Regions from separate parts of the Mus musculus genome. Here region 2 is linked to region 1. Evidence: chromatin contacts called from public HiChIP or PLAC-seq data. All regions are on one chromosome and are shown on one strand. Each heading gives the region's core, a stretch centred on a gene start, on an enhancer-like site or on the middle of the called end of the contact. The rest is flanking DNA. Distances are from core to core; before and after follow the strand shown. Region 1 overlaps Sgsm2 (small G protein signaling modulator 2). Region 2 overlaps Rtn4rl1 (reticulon 4 receptor-like 1).

Region 1 (6,791 bases), core at 1,448-3,947:
AATAAATCTGCACTGAAACCTGAGACGGAGCTCCCAAGCCTGCAGCATCTGGGTCATTTCATTTCAAGAGGCAGGGACCCACAGGGAAGCAGCAAGAGGTGGCACCCTGAAGGCTGCTGAAGGGTGAGGTTGGGTGATGGCCTGAGTAATTAAAACCCTGGTAATAGGGTTCCAGAGCTGGCTCAGCAGCCAGACCATGTGGTGCTCTTATACCATGAACCCAGGTTGGGTCTCCAGCACCCACATCAAGTAGCTAACTGCTCGAGGCTCCAGTTGCAGGGCTCTTGACTCCCTCTTGTGGTTCCCATGAGCATTTGCATGCATGTGATGCAGGCACATGTAAATAAGAAAATTAACAGCCTGTTAAGGCCCGGGAAGATGGCTCAGCACTGGCTGCTCTTTTGGAGGACCTGAGTTTGATCACCAGCTCCCAAATAGTGGCTCACACTGTTAACTCCAATTCCAGGATATCCTATACCCGTCTCTGAATTCTACAGGGATCAGAACGTGAGGTACAAATATGTATTCGTGCAAACCCCATTCCCCACACCTTAACAAAACAGAGATCAGGCAATGGTGGTGTATGTCTTTAGTCCCAGCACTCAGGAAGCAGAGACAGGTGACTCTCTGAATTTGAGTCCAGCCTGGTTTACAGAATGAGTTCCAAGATAGGCAGAGAGCTACAGTGGAAAAACTGTCTGAGCAGGGAGGCCGGGGGCAGGTCAGTGGGAAGCAGTCTGGGTATGGTATGGTGTACACCTCTAGTCCCAGAAAGAGGCATACACACAGAGGCAAGTGGATCTCTGAGTTTGAAGCCAGCCTGGTCTAAAAGATGAGTTTGATCCAGTCAGGGCTACATAGACCCTGTCTTAGAAAACGAAACAAAAACATCAGGGATAGCCTGCCTTTACCCTGGGTCAATGAAGGATCTGGCCTCACAACTGTGACCCAACACAAGGCTGTATAGGTCCTCATCGTTTCAAAACATGATCTTATTTCATTAAACAGCCAGTGAAGGGGGCTGGAGAGATGGCTCAGTGGTTAAGAGCACTGACTGCACTTCCAGAGGTCCTGAGTTCAAATCCCAGCAACCACATGGTGGCTCACAACCATCTGTAATGAGATCTGATGACCTCTTCTGGTGTGTCTGAAGACAGCTACAGTGCACTTAGATATAATAATAAATCTTTTTTTTTTTTTTTTTGGTTTTTCGAGACAAGGTTTCTCTATGTAGCCCTGGCTGTCCTGAAACTTACTTTGTAGACCAGGCTGGCCTCCAACTCAGAAATCCGCCTGCCTCTGCCTCCCGAGTGCTGGTGTTAAAGGCGTGCGCCACCACGCCCGGCTATAAATCTTAAAAAAAAAAAAAAAAAAAAAAAAAAAAAAGCCGGTTAAATAAGGCAAGAGGTAGTCCTTTTGAGCAAATCAGAAATGGCCAATGACTTGCTAAAGTCATACCGTTGCACCTTGTTGGTTAAGACTACAAAACTAGCCGGTGTGGTGGTGCACGCCTTTAACACCAGCACTCGGGAGGCAGAGGCAGGCGGATTTCTGAGTTGGAGGCCAGCCTGGTCTACAAAGTGAGTTCCAGGACAGTCAGGGCTATAAAGAGAAACCCTGTCTCGAAAAATAAAAGAAAACAAAAAAAGACTACAAAACTTAGTCCTTTGCTTGCTCACTTCAGTATATCTTTCCTTAGCATTAGGCACTTCTGACCTGGCCTTCTGGGGATAGATAACAGAGGCTAGCCCCCAGGACCTGGGGACAGATGGTAAGGGGTTTCGCAAAGCCACTTTGGGTCCTAACTCTGTTCCACTCTATGGAGCTGAATGAGGTTGGGGGTCAGGATCTAGAAAGTGGAGACCTAGGCCGGGCGTGGTGGCGCACGCCTTTAATCCCAGCACTCGGGAGGCAGAGGCAGGCGGATTTCTGAGTTCGAGGCCAGCCTGGTCTACAAAGTGAGTTCCAGGACAGCCAGGGCTACACAGAGAAACCCTGTCTCGAAAAAACCAAAAAAAAAAAAAAAAAAAGTGGAGACCTTGGCTGGGTCCAGAGGACTTCTGACCAAGTAGCTCTGAGCAGGGCTGTCTTGGAGGCAAGTGGTGGGGAACAAGACCAAGGATCCTGTTAACTGTGTCTAGTGTGGGTTAGGTGGGTGTTTTCTGGTTGTATATAACCCTCAGTCCCTTTGCTAGGAGTGGGGTGGGGTGGGGCCGTCATTACCCTCAGGAAAGAAGTGCTGGCCGTAAATAGCCTGGACTCTTATTTTCTGGGGTCCCCTGCTGATTGTCAGTTCCAATCTCCCACATGAGCAATTCTGACTCATGAGGTGTGAGCGCTCTCTGCTGGTCGCATCAGGAAAAGCTTTGTCCTGTCTGCTGGTGCCGCAGGTGAAGGCTAGGGTTAATAATACTCCTCAGAGGGTGCTCACTCAGCGCCTAGCACTGCGAATAGAATGAAGCCCCTGCCCTGGGAAGACCACCCGAGACTTGGGCCATCCATCTTTGGGATGAGCAACAAGCCACTCCTTCCCTGTGCTTAGAGCTCCTGAATACTCACCAACGCCTGTGTCCATGAAGCCCAATGCTAGCCCAGCCCTCTGGAGACCTCTGTTGGCTGTGGGATCCCCTGTAGTGTCTACATAGCCTGCTAGCATGTAGAGTAGGGAGGCGGAGCAGAGAGGATAGACGGGGCGGGGACAGGGGCGGGGCAGGTTCCTCCCAGGTTGATTTGCCCAGACCTTTGGCGAATGTGGTCACAGCAGGATTCAACAATCACCCAGGTTACAGAACCTGCTGGGGAGGCAGGGAGGTGGGGAGTGTTTCCCTAAAGGGCATATCCAGGCCTTGGCTTCCTGTGTCCCAGTTTTCCCTGGCCAGCTCTGGTCACTGGCCTGTATTCTGTTATAGTTGCTGGTGCCAGACTGTCAGGACTGTGGACTAGAACACTCAGCTTTTGGGAAACTGCTCAGAAAGCAGGAGTTAAAGGAAGCTGCTAAAGATATGACCAGAAACACTCTAGGGTAGGGAAGGTCGAGGCAGTTATAAGCAGGCCCTTTCCACACCTTCCCAGCAGCTGCACCCTCTAGCTCCTTCCCCCAGACTGATCCAGGTATCTCAGAAATGTGCTCAGTGGTAGTGAGGGGCTCAGAGGGCAGGTCTTCTGGTGGCCTTCTGAGAGCTGGGGCCTCATGGCATTCCTCGCTGAGATCATGCCTCACTTTGTTCACTGGGGGTGGAGAGGTGTAGTAAGCTGGGGGGAGGGAGCACAGAAGCGGGAAGGACTTCCTCTCAACTGTAGTCTAGAGGCCCTACAAGTTAAGCCAGTATAAGACCACTGTTCTGTGGTACCCGACTTCCTAACTAGCCCATGCCACAGAGCCCCACAACTGGTGGCTCTTCACTAGGAAAAACTTTGGTTCTCTTACACCATTCTTGGTTTTATGTCTTTGTTGTTTTTTGTTTTGTATTTATAAGCTGTCGCCCTTTACTGTTGTATGTTGGAATGTACCGAACTATCTAACACATGAGCTACTGCATCCAGCCAGTCCCACAAATAGCCATCAGAGCCTCAGGCATTGCCAAATGCATTTTATTAGTCTGTTACATTGAAGAGTATAGTTTCTGAGCAAAACAAAAACCAACCAACCAAATGAACAAACAAACAAAACTCAAAACCCCATACACTCTGCTCCTCACAAAACCAGAGTCACTAAGGCAGGCACACATTGGCCACCCGTGCTTGGTGGAGACTGAGGAGTCAGGAACAAGGGTGGGCAATGGGGTAAGCTGGCCCCACACAGGCTGTGCAGTACCCGGGTTGGGGTAGGGGACAGGGAAGGCTGTGCTATGTGCAGAATGCGGCTGGTCCTTTCTCGTGTTTTTCAGCTGCAGCAAGTCTGTGGACCTTGGTGACTTCTAGGCAGGAGCCAGGCCAGGTGTGGGCTTCAGGGCCCAGACTTGGCTTACATGTGCTCAGATGGTGGGGACATGGGGGGGGTGACAGAACAAAGAAACAGCATGCCTAGACCTCAGGTCAAGGGTTGGACCTTTATCGACAACCCTGTAAACTCTTCCAGAGACCCTTCTGGGTCTTCAGGCTTCTCAGAACCCTGAAAAGCCTATGGAAAGTGGAGCTGGCCTTGCCTCTCCCTGGGGATGAACTGGGACTATCCAGGCACTCCCACCTCCCTCAGCCCCAGGTACTCAGATGTCTGGAATAGGTAACAGGTACCCCGGAACTCACAGGCCTGTCCTTGGAGGAAGGTTGTGATAGGACTGTCTTCCTACACTTTCTGGGGTGGTTCTGGAGGGCAAGCGCAGTCACTGCCCTCCACACCACACAGCGGGCGGCGAGTGTGTTGCTTATGTGCAGTCCTAGGGATTTCTAGTGCAGAAAGCAAGGGCAGGGTGCAGAGAGTGACACTGTACACACGAGTGGGTGGGTCACTGTGTACTGTGGGGAGATCATGGGGTTAATCTCTGGCCAGAGGCTGTGGCAGTGCTGCTGAGGTGGGCCACTCTCACCCAGGGCCCACATCTGACTGCCCCAGAGTCTTAGGAGAGCCTGGGAGGTAGCCAAGGTCTCCTGCCCCTAGGACACATGCCTGAACAGGCAGCTAGTTGAGACCATAGAAGGCCTCAGGAGAGATATGGCACAGAGCCCCTGGTCCTATGCAACTCTTGTTAGATGAGGCGCGGGCCACTGTAGACCCCACTAACCATACAGGGCCCCAGGTTGACAGGAAAGAGGCTTTGGGAAACAGTCCAGGCTGAGGCTGCAGGCGGCACTGGGGCTATTCTAAGTTGTTTGAGAGGGGAACACAGAAAGGGGTCCCCCAAGGCAGCCAGTCTCCTGAGGCCGACCCCTCCTACCCAGCTGTGATCTGCAGGCATCCTGACCCCAACTTGCCCTGCAGGGCCAGCACTGCCCACACTCACATCCCAGGCTCAGTCACTTTGTTAGGTTACACAGCTGAGTGGGTGGGGTTGGCAGGGGTGAGGGTGGGGTAAGGGATCGGGAGAGGCAGTTTGGGCTATGATGGCCTCTGCCTCTCCCTGCTGGAGCTCAGGGGCCTGGTACCTGGGCTCTGCACTTTGCCACCCCCAGCTGCAGCCGTCACTTGTTGTCTATGAGCATCTGCACCTTGTGGACCAAGTCCCGGGCAATCCGCAGGATCTCCTGGGCATCATGCCGCTCAGCCCGCTCTGGGGAAAACATGGAGAATTATGGGAGGTTGAGAGGAGCCCTGGCTGAAACCTCTGCTTAGTTTCCACCTGCTGTGCTCTTGATACCTCCTATGCGAAGTGATCCTAGAATTCTTGAGAACCCTCCAACTCTGCCCAGTCCAGGACTTGAGGCCCCATGCCCCCTTCTAGGGCACATCGAGAATGGCTGGATCAGCTCATACCGTTGAAGAATTTGATGATGTCGGTGAAGTCCATGTTGTTGTCACGGATAATCTCTCTGTAGGCCTCCACCAGGGCCAGGGCGATGAACAGGACAAAGTGCTCTGAGGAGATGCGCCTGGCTGCCCAGATCACTTCCCACACTGCAAACACGTCCTCATACAGCAGCTCTGGGAACAGGAAGGAGCTGCCACTTGATCCAGGCACGGGGCTTGATGGGGACACATGGCCTCAGGCTCCAGCAGCTACATTCTCCCTCCGGCACCCAACCTGGCCCAGCCTGGCTCCAGAATGGGGGAATCCATCCCAAGACCAAGACCCCACCCCCTTCTTTGGCTATCTCTGCAGATGCTCCTCATTCTTAGTGCTCAGGGGAGCTGGAGTTTGGACAAGGCTCCAAAGACCATCGCCTGTGACATAACGAGCAGAACAGTGGTGTGGAAAGGCCTTTCGAGCGTGTGAGCACATACATGTGCAAGTACATACATGCAGCAATTGATTTGGGGCTCTCCCGTTCCCCTGACCCCAGTCCCAAGTCCCACTTTTTTTTTTTTTAATTCTTTAAAAGACAGGGTCTTGCTAGCTGAGACTGGTCTTGAATTTCTAGACTGGGCTCTGATGCCTAGATACACCCACTTCTTACCTCTTTTAAAATCCAGCAGGAACCAGCGATAACAGAAATAGAAGTGGGTATAGTCTCCATTTTGATGCATCAGCTCAAATAGCTCTGAGTCCAAGATCTCATGAGAGAGGGGGAGAAACACTGACCTGAGCTGCTTATGTGCAGCCCTCATGCTCCCTCCCTCCCCCCCCCTCCCTCCCTTGGCTGTAGCCTTTCTGCAGCAACTCCAGTTTCTGGGCATTTGATTTAATCACTAACTTCACTTCTCACCAAAACAGGCTCAGGCATGTGGGCACACTGCTCCTCAGTGTGTGACACGGATAACTGTATCTTTCTGTGTGGTGCCGGGAGTGAAACCCAGGGCTTTTCATGTGTAGGCAAGCACTTTACCTGAACTAGAGCCTTTGTTTTTAAACATTTAAATTGATTCATTTTTTAATGCTTTATTTTTAGTTTATGTGCTTTGCCTGAATGTTCGTCTGTGTGAGGGTGTTCTGTCCCCTGGAACTGGAGCTACAGACAGTTGTGAGCTGCCATGTGGGTGCTGGGAAGTGAACCCAGATCCTCTGGAAGCCCCCAGCTAACTCAGTGTTTGCATATTTGTGCCTACATGTACTTGTAGGTGACCATGGGCATGTGGGCACACTGTGTGCTGGCCAGGGGACGACCTCAGGTGTCATTCACTGCTGCTCTCCACCTTTTGTCATTCTTTTTTTTTTTGTTTTGTTTTGTTTTCAAGACAGGGTTTCTCTGTGTAGCCC
Region 2 (6,791 bases), core at 2,857-5,356, 370 kb after region 1:
CAGCAAGTGCTTTTGTGTGCTGAGCCTTCTTGGGGGGGGGGGGTACCTTCATCAAATTTTTCCATCCGTATGTCATGGTTCAACTCCATTGTCAAATTGGCCAGAACTGGACTCACCTTGGAGATACACCTTGGGCTTGTACCGAAGACCCACCCGGAATGGGGGTGGTGTCATCCTATGAGCTAGCGTCCCAGACACGATGAAGGTGGAGGAAGGGGGAGAGCTAGCTGGACACCATTGTCCCCCTCTCTCTAATCCCTAGATTGACAATGTGATACGCCCAGCAGCACAGGGTCTCCTTATGCAGTCTGAGGTCCATGAACTGGGGGTTGTTTCTATTGATGACGGCAGTGATTTTGTTTTGTTTTTAGCAGGGTCTCCTATAGCTCAGGATAGCTTAGAGCTGACCTTGAACTCCTAATCCTCCTGCCTCTACCCAGGACCTAGGATTACAGGTCTGTGCCACTGTATCTGGTTGAGCCCAGGAGTAAATCTAGCCTGGATGATTTTGGAGCCTGGGATCTCTTTACTTGGCCTCAGGGAAGCCAGGTTTTGTTTTGTTTTGTTTTGTTTTGTTTTGTTTTGTTTTGTTTTGTTTTGTTTTGTTTTGTTTTAAGAAGTTAGGTAGGGTCAGGAACTTCTCCCAGATTGGGGCTGGAAGAAAACAAGATCCCAAGGTATCTGGGATGGTGGGATGGGCCCTTGGGCATTCTGAGGTAAGGCCACTTGCTCCCTGACTGGGCCAGTGACCTCTGTGGAAGCATTTCAGGTCCTGTTATCACACCGTTATAAAACTGGGAGGCTGAAGCAGGAGAATCACTTAAGCTCTGGGATTTGAAGTCAGCCAGATAAAACAGCAGTTCTCAGTGAAAACAGTGGAATCAGGCACAGAGGAGACCCAAGGTATCCATCTTTGATCCCAAAACTCCAAACTCCTTTCTGACCATTCCCATAAAAGGAGGGATAGCCACTCCATCCTCCATCTCTGGCCACCACTTTCCTCTGGGCATGTTGTCCTTGAGCCTACTATCTGAGAATTCCCCTGGAGCCCACAGTGCTCAGACCCAACAGACTCTGCTCTTACTCCTGAGGCTAAGGACTAGACTCAGGCCGTGGACTGATGAGTGCTGAGGTATAGTTGCCCGTTGAGAAGGCCCAATGCAAATGTCTCAAGGAATGGGCTGGCTTAAGAGGGAGGGAGTGTATCTGTGTGTGTTTGTGTGTATGTATGTGTGCCTGTATGTGTTCTTTGTTTGAGACAAGGTTTCTTTGTGTAGCTCTGACTGTCCTGGAATTAGATCTGTAGACCAGGCTGGCCTTGAACTTAGAGATCTGCCTGCCTTTGCCTCCTGAATGCTGGGATTAAAAACATGCGCCACCAAGCCTGGCTGCCTGTATTTGTGTTTGTGTGTATATGTGTGAATGTACTTGGGTGACAATATTTATATGTGTATATGTGTGTAAGTCTGTGTATGTGTATTTTGTGTGTATATGCATGTTTGTGTATATATGCATGTGTGAGAGTGTGAATCTGTATCTATGTGTGTTTGTGAGTGTATGTTTATATGTGCATGTGTGTGCACATGTGTGTGTGTGTGTGTGTGTGTGTGTGTGTGTGTATTCATGTGGGCGTGCACATGTGGGCTTTTCTTTCAGTTCTGCCATGCTTCCTCAGAAAAGCTGACTCTAACACTGCCTCAGATTTTCAGCGTTTTCCTCTTATAGCACTGACTGTCGAATCCTTGACCTTTGAGGGTGGGTTTGATTTTTTTTTTGGAAAAGGCCAAAAGTAATTTGAAGCTGTGTTGTGCATAAAGGGGATGAGGGATTTCCAGAATGTGAGCTGCATGTGTTGTTGGGATTAAAAAAAAATTGTTTGGACTCAAAATGAGATGGAACCCTAAAGAGTTGGGCCAGGTTCCTCCCATGGAAGTTCTAAGAGTGTTTCCCTCGAGATGGGGACTCTGTTCTGGAAATGACCACTCTCAGGAGAGCAGCGGAAGGAGAGTGACGCTTTATTGAGCCGCTGCTATGTGCCAGGCTCTCTACATACATTACGGCGGCTGACTGAGGTCATTTTTGGAGTAAGGCCCATCTATTAAAAATTTCTTAAATAATTAATTCATTATCCTTCTGACTCTTCACTCTATCCCTATTAGAACAGGCTCTTAGCCCACTTCACAGGTGATAGAATTAAGACTGAAGGGAGTTAAGTGACTTCCCAAGGTCGGAGAGTTATGCCAGGCCCAGGATTTGAACTCAGGTCTGATTGACCCCCAAAATGAAGACAGTGCATTTATTATTCACGGATTCATTGAGAGAGTCTCATTATATCTCTGTTTCCCTAGTGCTGTGATTAGACTACCATATTCAGGCTAATTTTTTATATAATTTTTTTTCGAGACAGGGTTTCTCTGTATAGCCCTGGCTGCCCTGGAACTCACTTTGTAGACCAGGCTGGCCTCGGACTCAGAAATCCGCCTGCCTCTGCCTCTGCCTCCTGAGTGCTGGGATTAAAGGCGTGCGCCGCCGCTGCCGCCACCACCACCTGGCTTTTTTATATAATTTTTATATGTTTACCCTCACCTCTAACTCGAAACTGTGGTTTTATTATGTCACAGTGACATCATTCAGGCTGAATTGTCTTAAGGAAAACAAACAAACAAACAAAACAAACCAGGTCATAAAAAGTGAAATGCTGACTGTGTGCAGTGGCAGCCATCGTCAGCGGGCATCAGGGGATGCGTGGGTGACAGCGGCAAAGCATGAAGTATGGTGTTTATTAGGTACTGGCAAAGGCCTGGGAGTTCCAGATGCCAAGCCATGATAAGTGGGAACTGCCTGTCTCAGCTCTCGTCCAGTTCCAAGAGCTGAGGAGGCTCCCAGTTCGGTGCCTTTAAAGCAACTTGATGCACAGACCAGACCCACACCGGGAGCTTTCTCTGCCATTGGCAAGGTGGGGCTCTCCCTGCATCACGATGGCAATAATAGTACCTGATGAAGCCCGAGCTGATAGAGCATGTGCGATAGCCAGGCATTGATTGCATCATTAAACTTTGATCTCTCTCTTTGCTCTTAGCCCACAACTTGAGGATGCTACAGACTGATAGCCCTAGCGGGACCCCCAACTACACAAATTGACTCTCTAAATTCAGAAAAAAGATTCTCTTCCTTTGCTGTGATGTGGTCACATATCACTCGGGAACTGAGCATGCAAGGAAGGGAGTTGAGACTTGTCTTGGAGAGACATCTCTAAGAGAACTTCCAGCTGTTCACAGCTGGAGCCTTCTCAATGTAGCAGGCCCTTACCTGGGAGCTTGTCTCCTGGACACCCTCAAGCCAGTGAGCAGAGATTTGAATAAGAAAGTATGAGGGATACCGCCACCCATAATATCAGGCACGGGAAACAGGCTAAACGCCCATCAGTGGGAGGACTGATTGGTAAGAAATGTAGCACCCTGAACACTGCAATTCTGCGATCCAAGGGATGGGTGAGTCTGCTCTGCTGCGGGCTGAGTGCCAAGCTGTACTGCCGAGTGCAGGAGCAGTGCTAATACACTGTGATAACATTTGGATTTTAAAAGAGAAAGATTTGCTTGTACGTGATAGACGTTTTCTGGAAAGACACAAAAGAAACAGTTAGCAGTGGGATGCCTCTGAAGAAAGGTCCTGGGGACTGGAGGTCTGAGAGACGAAAGGAGACTTACTTTTCACTGGGTATCCTTTTGTGTTAATTTTTTTCTATGTGAATGCATTTTTTTTTCTGTTTAAAAAGAAAGTGGTGGGGGACTTAAGGGAGAGAAAAGTGCTCAGGTTTTATCTGACTTCTCTGTCCACTTTCTCATGTCTGTGTTCAGCCAGGTTGTGCTATCCTGACTCATAGGTCATTTCCCAGCCCTCTCACCCTCCGCCTCAGCCCATGCCCCACCCTGCCCAAGGCATCCATTACTGCCCCTTAAAGGTACTTAAAACTTACCTTTTTTTTGCCTTGAAATACAAATAACTCCAATCTGCAGAGAGGAGCTTCATTGCACTCACAGAGCAGACAGAAATCAGCTGGCACCGGGGTGCTCGATAAATGTTTGCAGATCCAATTGAATCTGTGACTCGGTTGGTTACACTGAGCAAGGGACTAATTGGCCAAGGTCAGGCATCCAAAACCCACATGGGTCAGCACTCTTGGAACTTAGAGAGGAACTTTCTTCTCAAATGCAGTCTGCCCCTTGCTCCATTGTGGCCGCATGTCACAAGGAGGGAGTTCTGTCTACACAAGGAAGGAGAATGGGGGCGGGGGGGGGGGGGGAGGGGGGAGGGGCACCATTCCTGGAGACACAGCTCAGAGCCACTTGAGCAAGCAAGACAGAGTAACAGTGTGACAGAAAGCAAGACAGTAACAATGTGACAGAAAGCAAGACAGAGTAACAGTGTGACAGAAAGCAAGACAGAGTAACAATGTGACAGAAAGCAAGACAGAGTAACAGTGTGACAGAAAGCAAGACAGAGTAACAGTGTGACAGATCGAAAGGCCCACCTTTGGAAGCATTGTGACTCAGAAGAGTATCTGAAACCAGGCAGAAAGGCTTAGCACTGGGAAGGTGGAGGCAGGGGGACAGCTGAGTCTGAAGCCAGCCTGGCCTACTGAGTGAGCTGTTATCTCAGATGCTCCTGTCTCTAACCCTGCCCATCTCTTCCTCTTCCTCTCCATTCTTTTATTCTGGATATTAGGAGGTTTAATATTATCCCCAGAACTTGGAACTGGACGTATAGACTTCTCCACTAAATATGGCAGTGATTTGAAATATTTATCACATGTATTCAGCAAGACCAAAAATTAAGTATTTAGCCTCTCCACCACCCCCAACACCTTAGTCCTGGACTCTACAAATAGCTACGACATTCCCAGTATCTCTGTCTGTCTGCCTCTCTGTCTGTCTGTCTGACTATCTCTCTGTGTTTTGTATATATGTGAGTAAGGGCACTGCATTTGGTAGTCAAACCTTTTTAACTGTGGGCTGCAAAGATCAAACTCAGTTTGTCAGGCTTGTATGGAAACTAGTTTTACCCACTGAGCCATCTTACTGGTTCATTTTTTAAAAGTTAAATTTTATTTTTATTTTAAAGATTTATTATTATTTATGTATAGGAGTACACTGTAGTTGTCTTCAGACAAGCCAGAAGAGGGTATTGGACCCCATTACAGATGGTTGTGAGCCACCATGTGGTGGCTGGGAATTGAACTCAGGACCTCTGGAAGAGCAGTCAGTGCTCTTAACTGCTGAGCTATCTCTCCAGTCCTTTTTTTGTTTTGTTTTGTTTTGTTTTTCGAGACAGGGTTTCTCTATGTAGCCCTGGCTGTCCTGGAACTCACTTTGTAGACCAGGCTGGCCTCTAACTCAAGAGATCCGCCTTCCTTTGCCTCCCAAGTGCTGGGATTAAAGGCGTGCGCCACCACGCCCAGCTAGTTTTACTGTTTTTTTTTTTTTTTTTTAAAGATTTATTTATTTACTATATGTAAGTACAATGTAGCTGTCTTCAGACACACCAGAAGAGGGCATCAGATCTTGTTACGGATGGTTGTCAGCCACCATGTGGTTGCTGGGATTTGAACTCAGGACCTTTGGAAGAGCAGTCAGTGCTCTTAACCACTGAGCCGTCTCACCAGCCCTAGTTTTACTGTTTTTAATTATGGGTCTGTGTGTGGATTTGCATATGAGCACAGGTGCCTGCAGGAGTCAGAGGCATTGTATCTCCTGGAGCTGGAGTCCTGGATAGTTGTGAGTCATGTGATATGAGTGCAGAGAATCAAAGAGTCAAACTCTAGTCCTCTGGAAGTATATGCTCTGAACCTGTGAACCACTTCTTGAACCTGAAAGTCTTGTTTTGTTTTGTTGTTTTTGTTCTATATTTGTTTGTTTTCTAATAGGGTCTCATGTTGCCCAGGCTGGCCTTGAACTTGGTATGTAGCCAATAATAACCTTGACCTTTTATCTACCTCTCAAGAGTTACTTGTTTCTCCTTTTTGAATCTTAGAAGTTCACTAGCATAAGTCTGTTGAGTTAGCCCATGTCTATAATCCTACCACTACAGTACTCGGAAGCCTGACGCGGGAGAATTGTCGAGGGAGAATTGTCATGAGCTCAAAGCTCTTTGAGATTACATTCTGAGTTACAAAAAAGCCTGGACTACAGAGAACCCCATCTTTGAGAAAGGAGTGGGGGATTAAGACCACTTGTTCTTCTTGCAGAGGTTCCAGGTTCAGTTCCCAGCACTCACATGGCAGCTCATAATCGCCTCTAACTCCAGTTTTAGGGGATCTTCTGGCCTCTGAGGGCACCAGGCACACACATGATGTATGCATATGGAACCGTTCATATAATCACATTTTTAAAGGGAGGACCACTGGAGAGATGGCTCAGTGATTAAGAACACTTTTATCTTTCTGAGACAGGGTCTCTCTACATATCCCTGGCTGTTCTGGAACTCAATATGTAGATCAAGCTGGCCTTGAACTCAGAGATCCACCTGCCTCCACCTCCCCAGTTCCCGGAGTAAAGGTGAGCACTAACACATCTATAGCTGGCTGTTCTTTTAGAGGACCTGGGTTCAGTTCCCATCACCCACATGGTGGCTCACCACCATCTGTAGCACCAGTTCCAAGGAATCTGACCCCCTCATGTGAGGGCACCCTCTAATGGCAGCAGGCGTGCACCTGGTGGACAGGCATGCATGCAGGTAAAGCACAGATACATAAAAGTAACCCTTAAAAAGATAGTTGGGAAAAGTGGTATATA

Evidence for each region. HiChIP or PLAC-seq counts read pairs in DNA pulled down with a chosen protein or histone mark.
Region 2: a contact with region 1 is called in a FOXA1 HiChIP or PLAC-seq map of pancreatic cancer cells. The contact joins two enhancer-like sites. A contact is called at or near these places in 1 of 39 promoter capture datasets (cranial neural crest) and 1 of 115 datasets of contacts at active chromatin or transcription factors (pancreatic cancer cells).

Annotation. Positions count from the first base shown.
Region 1 is chr11:74,845,689-74,852,479 of GRCm38.p6, forward strand. Sgsm2 (small G protein signaling modulator 2) reads right to left here. Exons shown (of 23, transcript NM_197943.3): 21 at 6,052-6,148; 22 at 5,411-5,578; 23 at 3,576-5,207. The coding sequence ends at 5,119. It overlaps Mnt (max binding protein), which reads left to right. Exons shown (of 6, transcript NM_010813.3): 6 at 1-37. Among named protein-coding and RNA genes, the nearest start is that of Mnt, 18 kb to the left of the region's middle. Within about 2 kb of position 2,698, at least 116 of the 459 cell types and tissues checked have an H3K27ac peak or open chromatin away from gene starts, as enhancers often do. A contact at or near this core is called in pancreatic cancer cells, where this site is marked.
Region 2 is chr11:75,216,810-75,223,600 of GRCm38.p6, forward strand. All of the region lies in intron 1 of Rtn4rl1 (reticulon 4 receptor-like 1), which reads left to right. Among named protein-coding and RNA genes, the nearest start is that of Gm35169, 26 kb to the right of the region's middle. Within about 2 kb of position 4,107, at least 26 of the 459 cell types and tissues checked have an H3K27ac peak or open chromatin away from gene starts, as enhancers often do. A contact at or near this core is called in pancreatic cancer cells, where this site is marked.